Linked DNA regions of Mus musculus: region 1 is linked to region 2. The links are chromatin contacts, called in public promoter capture Hi-C maps. All regions are on one chromosome and are shown on one strand. The core of a region is the stretch at or near the end of the contact, and the rest is flanking DNA. Distances in the headings are between cores, read along the strand shown. Region 1 holds the start of Rdx (radixin). Region 2 holds the start of Rexo2 (RNA exonuclease 2).

The links. Promoter capture Hi-C pulls out the DNA fragments that hold promoters and counts their contacts.
Region 1: a contact with region 2 is called in a promoter capture Hi-C map of pre-B cells. The contact joins the promoter of Rdx here to the promoter of Rexo2 in region 2.

Annotation. Positions count from the first base shown.
Region 1 is chr9:52,045,586-52,049,204 of GRCm38.p6, reverse strand. Rdx (radixin) reads right to left here and starts at 1,264. Exons shown (of 14, transcript NM_009041.3): 1 at 773-1,264. It also overlaps the pseudogene Gm6981.
Region 2 is chr9:48,478,832-48,482,319 of GRCm38.p6, reverse strand. It overlaps Rexo2 (RNA exonuclease 2), which reads left to right and starts at 1,709. Exons shown (of 7, transcript NM_024233.4): 1 at 1,709-1,913; 2 at 2,927-3,010. The coding sequence starts at 1,767.

The DNA.
Region 1 (3,619 bases), core at 15-2,514, 3.6 Mb before region 2:
TCTGGGGAGGGAGGAAAAAAAAACAAAACCACCCAGAATCCTGGCAACGTTTACAGAAACATCTGTGTAGGAACGGACTATTCAACTGAAATAACGCACTACTCCCTTTCAAACTTGGCTGGGCGATGGGAGTTTGGGAGCCCCGAAAGGCAGAAAAGCTGAGTTTCCTGGTGGGGTCTGCTCACTGTGCGCCAGGCGACTCCGCGGTGCGGGCAAGCCGGGGGGCCCGGAGGGCGCGGGCCGTGACTGCAGCCCCAGGTAAGGGCGGCCGGGAGCCCGGGCCTGGCCTCGCGGGCTTGCGCGGCGGGACCCGGCAACGCGACGGCCTTTCCGCGGCTCGCGCGTCCGCACGCTCTCTAGTAATCCAACACCCCGACTTTCAAACGGGAGGCCGGGGGAGAAGTTCTAGCCTCGCGGTCCCCGTCCCCGGGTTGCGAGAGAGCGTGCGACCTACGCTCCATGCGGCCCCCGAGGGCGCGCCGACCCGAGCCCCGGGCCCAGTCCACGGCGGCGGGAACCCGCACCGCCCGACGCACGGGGCGGCCAGGCCGACGGCGGACGGCGCGGCGGGAGACTCCGGGTAAGTGGCGTGGCTCAGCCGTTAACGACCACGGCGCCTCTAGGGCGGCCAGGCGCGAGTCCGTCTGTGAGGCGCGCCAGGCCCCGGGCCGCGGCGCCACAGCCCGGCAACTTCTGGCCGCCACCTCAGCGCCTCGGCGGGGAGAGCGGCCCCCGGGGCCTGGGACGGGGGAGCGCGCCGAGCAGGGCTTACCCCGAAAATGAGTGGCTCCTTCCCTGCCCGCCGCCGGCTGGCTGAGGCGCGGCTCGGCGGGGGCGTCGTGGCTGGCGGCGAACGAGCGGAGAGTCGGCGGTGCGAGCCCTGAGCCGCCTGAGAGAAGACGCGCCGCAGCCGCCGCAGACAGCTCGGCAATATGGCCGCCCGGCGCCTCCTCGGGGGGGAAGGCGGGGCCGCCCTGCGCCCCCTCCTCCCGCGGGCCGCCAGTGGCGGGGCGAGGCCGGGGCTCGAGCGCCAACCCCGCGAGCGTGTCTCCCGGCCGCCCCGGGCGGAATCGAGTGGGCCTCAGCCGGGGGTTGGGGGGAGAATACGCGCTGCGGGGCCTTCGCGAAGCTTTCCCCGCGGGACGAGGACGCCGCGGGCCAGCCCGAGTCCGAAGCCCGCAGTGAACGAAGCGGAGCCGCGCGGCCCGAAGCTCGCCGCGCGCCCGCCGCCTGCCCCCGCCCCGCGAGTGGAAACTTGAAACTCCCGCTGGTGCCAGGGAACTCACGGAGGGCGTTTCCAGCGCCCCCGAGGTGGAGCTGTTCCCGGGAGGAGGGGGGATCCCCTCGGCAGCCGCTCCAGGGTGCAGTTCGGTGCTAGGCTGCAGGATCCCGGGCTAGGAGAGGGAAGTGGGCCCAGTGTTTACAACAAAAAGAACATTAATGTGTGCAGGTTTTTAACCAGCTAGAAAGGCTGGTTGGTTTTAAATTTTGCAGTGTTTTTAACTTCCCTCAAAACGCCAGTGGGTATGACCCTATAATGCGATCAGGTTTTTTGTTCTTGTTGTTAGCAGGGATACTCCTTCCTTGGCGGTTAGAAGGAGTAGGCTGAGAAAGGAAAAAAAAAGTTGGAAGTAGGGCCCAAAGAGCAGCCAAACCTAAATTATTCTAGACTTGGAAAAAGTTACCAGTCTGACCATAGTCTCACTGTATCCACTCGCTAGAGAGAGAGACCGAGGCTGCGTTCTGGTGGGGTTACCTCGGTGCTGCCTGCCCTCAGTACTTTCTGCTGGGATTTAGAGTAACACTTGGTGCCACTTGTACACACAGCAATGGTTCAATCCTTACCTGCCTACCGCGTTCCGTTTACTCAATACCTCTTTCGTAAACGAACTGTCAATACAAATATAACGCGAATGTACGTAATTCTTACAGGACAAATACGCCATCTTTAGGGAAGCCTTAGACTTGCCTTTCCTGAGACAGTAGCTCTTCCAGGGACTCTGCAGATCCTTTCTCTGAGCTTCCTCCTCAGTGAGCTACCACCTTCACCCTCAAGAGACCTCACTAAACAATTAAAAAGCCCCCAGAGACTCCAGGTTAATCTCAGAAGTCTTTAGATTGCAAATTCCTCAAGGATGGGAACCAGCTGTGTGCTTTGTAGCCAAAACAGGTTTAGGTGGTTCTCTGAGACCACCAACTGAATACTTGTGGACCCTCTCCCCACGGGTGCAACAAAGATAGGGACAGTAAAAATGTCATGGGAGTCCCAAGTAGTACACTAATCAAACTAAAGTCGGAAGTCGGTGGTACACTTTGCAACTGAAAACGAAGCATTCATTCGTGGTCTTATGTTCAGAACAGTGAAGTGCTTTCACATGACTGCCTTGTTTAATGATTACAACAACCCTGGGCTCAAGGTAAAAGCTATTATTGGCATTAAAAGAAGCTAATGAATAAAGGGGAGCTTCAAAAAAGTTAGTTGTCAGTATAACCTGGCTAGGAAATGGCAGAGCCATGGCCAACCCCAAAGGCATGTTTGACTCAAAAGTCTGAATCTAAGAGCTCTGATCTTATCCTATGTCCTGCAGTAGCAGATGCAACCCAAGTTGTAGCATTTCAGTTGCCATCATATTCGTAAATATTTAAGTAAAAGATAGTATTCAAGCTGCTAAGATAAAAAGGGTACTCTCAAACATTGTGGATGGGAAAATGGAAACAGAGACAAATATTTAAAAAGCAGTTTGGTGGGAGAGTCAGTCGTTCAGAGGGTCCACAGCTCAGAACACATCTGAAGAAAATACTCTGGAATAGACTAAAAACTCCATCACAGTAATACCTATTAGATACAAAATCAAAGAGGAAACACACATACCGTTGCTTTATTTTGATCTTCACATCAGATATTAGCACTTTTAAATGAAGTATTGAATATTCAATCAAAATATCCCAAAGCCTTCAATGCTGTGGTGTTGGTATGTGTGCCTCCTGGTGCTGAGAACTGAATTTCCTTGCTGAGCACCTAAATGCTCTTCCACTACCCAAAGCCTAATCCCAAACAGTTCAGCTTCAGGGGAGGAAAGAACCATACGTACTTCCTAAAACAGTCTTGTTCTTGAAAGATACCTGATATTATTCAATAGATGTCAAGATATATTTTTAAATAGCATATAAGATGTTTTAAAATCATAGTCAGGTTTAGTGGCACACATCTTTAATGCAAACACTTGGGATGTAGAAGCAGAGTTCAAGGCTAGCCTGGTCTACAGAGTGAGTTCCAGGATATCCAGAGCTATATACTGATACCCTGTCTCTAAAGAAAAATGTAAAATGAGATATTGCCAAAATGTCTATGCTACACTCTTACTAGACTTGCCACAGTATGTTTGCTCATTGTCACTTCTGGAATTCCAACTATAATTTAATCTGGAATTTTAAAGCATTAGTCTCAGTAGCACACGCAAAAGTACTTCCTGAAATGAAGAAAATGTATTTATTAAATGAAGAAAATAATTTATAGATGAAGGGTTTTTGTTGTTGTTTTATTTTGCTTGTCTTGTTTTAGAGACAAAGCTCTAGGCCTCTTGCTAGTTTAAGTGAGGCTGGGATCCTGCGTCTGTTT
Region 2 (3,488 bases), core at 460-2,959:
GTTTCTGTTTATTTTTGAGATAGGGTTCCCTGTGGCTATTTACATAGCTATAATTTTTCATTGTTAAATGTAACCATTCATTGTTAAAAAAAAATCATGGGTGTGGTTTTTCAGGATATAAATTGTTAAATACCACCACCAAAGGTGTAATAAAAAAAAGATCTCTATTTGTGCAGTGTGTATGTGTGTGTACGTGTGTGTATGTGTGTTTACTGGTGCCCACTAAGGTTTGAAGAGGGCAACACAATCCCTCGGAGCTGAAGTTCAATCCCCTGCAAGAGCAGCAAGTACTCTTACTTAACCTTTGAGCCATCTCTCCAGCCTAAGGATGTTATCCTTTCAAAATGTAAAGAAGTAATACTGAGAATAAGCCCAGCGGATTCAAATTCCTATATAGCCAGGTGTGGTGTTGCACACTTTTAATCCTAGTACTTGGGAGGCAGAATTCCAGGCCAGCTTGGGTTCTGTAGTGTGTCTCTTTGTCTTAAAAAAAAAGTTTCAATGCTACAATAGAGTTCTCCTTCCTATGAGTAGGGCCACAAATGATTACAAACTTAACAGTATGTTCTACTAGGTAATGCCGTTATAATATACATACCCATTCTGCAGTAAAATTGAACATGTAATTTGACACCCGTTTCCATGATTTTTTCCGTTTCTCTGGCCAAGCTTGGCAGGTCACCGGTGGAGTAGCTGAAATCCACTTGTAGGTTGCAGCATCCTTAAAGCTTTGATTAGGCAACAATGTTTGTCTCACAAAACCAGCTCACCGGGTAGGAATAACTATGCCACCAACCACAAGCTCTGTAATTACTGGCAACACAGCTTTCAGAAAAAGACACAGAGTATGTGATTCAAGACTGAGCACGTTTGTGACAAAATTGCCCTTTGCAGAGGCGTTTGCTACTGAGCTAAAATATAAGATCTCCGCAGAGGCCCCTTCGAGCGTAGGTGATGAAAACCGTATCTATTGTGGGAGATTAAGGACCCGTCTATTAAAACCAGAGCGATCGGCAAAGGCAGAGCGCAGGACAGAGCAGGCAGAGCTATTCCAACTCTCTTTAGTGGGCTGCAAAAGGTAGAATAGTATACGATCTAACAACCGAAACACAGCCTACACGTCCTGGCATCCTAGAAAACGAGACAAGGCTTCTGCCAATAATGGGAAAGGAACATTTATGGAACACCTGATATGTGCGAAGTCATCTTTCAGAAAAGAGACCATTTAAGGACTCCTAAACGGTGATGGCGGAATTGGCCTTGTAGCTCAAAAGAGCACGTCACTCGGATTCCAAGTAAATAAGAAATATACTCAATACGCGGAAGGGAGGGGCAGGTAAAAAAAAAAAAAAAAAGAAAAACTGAGGGAGGTAGCAGTAAGGAAAAGGTAGATTTAAAACAATTCTTAAACATATAACCATATTTTTCAAAGTAAAGCCTCTTCAACTTCGCAGCTTAGAACTAATAAAAACTCAGGAATGATATCTCCTGGAAACAGACAAACTTTAGCGGTGAAATACTAGCAAGTCCCTTAACATCCGAAAACACGTGGCGGGGGAGGGGAGCAGGAGGCTGGACCAAGGACTCCTACTCCCATCAGCCCTTTCGGCAGCCGAGAGTAGCTGTGGAGGGCGAGCCGACGCCTCGCATGCCGGGGCTTGTAGTCTTCTCCCGGCACCTCCCCGTGGGTTTGCGACGTTTAGCGACTGTGGCGCCTGCGCGCGCTGGGCCGGCGGGGCTGGGGCCGTGGCGGCTCGTGCCGGGTGATGCTAGGCGTATCCCTGGGCGCCAGGCTGTTGCGGGGCGTGGGTGGCAGGCGCGGGCAGTTCGGGGCGCGAGGTGTCAGCGAAGGTAGCGCAGCCATGGCGGCAGGGGAGAGCATGGCTCAGCGAATGGTCTGGGTGGACCTGGAGGTGAGAGTGCGGCCGGGGCGAGGAGGGTGCGGGGAGGCGAGCGCAGATTCGCGCGTGGGACCGAGGGACTCCCCTGTCCCGGGAAGCAGCAGGGATCTGGGTGTCAGGTGCGACAGGTGAGCACGGCCCCAGGAGCCCCGAGTCAAGAGTTTTTGCGGGGTCTGGGACTGTCCCTGGACTGTGGGGTTTCTTTCCATCTGGGTGGAGCCGTCCATGTGTCTCCCCTCTCCCTAGCCTCGACCTCCACCCAGAAGTGAATTTGTGTTACGCGTTAGTGACTCTGAGGATCGTGGGTGAGAGTTGGGGCAGCGACTCTGAGCCCTGCTCCGTCCCCACCTCCTAGCCTTAAAAGACTAGGTTGCTTAAGCTAGGACTCAGGAGATGACTCAGCCTTACCCCTCATTCCATAAAAGAGAAAATTGAGGCCCCATTGGAAGATTCAGGTTACCCATTTTAGTTTTAACGCATTCATACCTAGGCCTCTCTTGAACTCCAGTTTTCTGCTTACGAACTGAGTTCATTTGTTAACTTTTTTTGTTGTTGTTGTTGTTGGGAAAACTTCGGAAACCATTGTAAACCTCCGAGAGGTAACGTTCGTGAGCTCACTTTTCTGTAGTCAAGTTTTCATCCTGCTTATTTTGAGTCTGTTCCCAGGACAAATGTGTTTGACAGTAGCTGGCCCGCCCGCAGGAAGTGCCTTTAGCAGTCTCTGAGCACTCAGAACTTAATACCCTGAGTACTGCCCAGACCATTACTGGTCATAGAATGTGAGCTGGGTCCACACAAAGGAATCTCTGTCAAGTAAACTTGGGCAGCACGCCTTTAATCCTAGCACTTGGGAGGCAGAGGCAGGTGGATTTCTGAGTTCGAGGCCAGCCTGGTCTACAGAGTGAGTTCCAGGACAGCCAGGGCTACACAGAGAAACCCTGTCTCAAAAAAATAAAACAAAAACAAAACAAAACAAAAGGTGGTTTCATGTGTTTGTTATATGCTTGTTTATTTATGTTTTACAGATGACAGGATTGGATATTGAGAAGGATCAGATTATTGAGATGGCCTGCCTGATAACTGACTCTGATCTTAACATTTTGGCTGAAGTAGGTGATGCCGTGTAAATACATTCATACCACTTAAAGGGCATTGGGGATCTAAAGGTGCCTTCATCTGATCTCACTGAAAAACGTAGCAGATTGAGGTCTGTGTAGATTAAGGCCCAGTGCTATATTACTAGGACAATGTAATATAATATGTTAGAGTTGGTATTGGAACCAACATAATCCACTTCATAACCGGATTAAGTTTTCAGTTGAAATTGACAGAACTCCCCCTCCCCCAAGGCTACAACAGTTCTGCAGGGTTTACACGTGTATTCTTAGTCCTCATGATGATAAGATAGGCTCTGTTAATGATGTTCATTGTCCACCGGAAGATATTGGGTTACAAGAGATTTGGGGGACTTGCTCAAGAGCATTTGGCTAGGTATTGGGGAAGCTGGTTAAACTACTCTCTAAACACAGGCAGTCTCAAGTGTTCCCACCAGTATCCAGCCAGCTGGGTCCTCATCAAGCTTGGTGT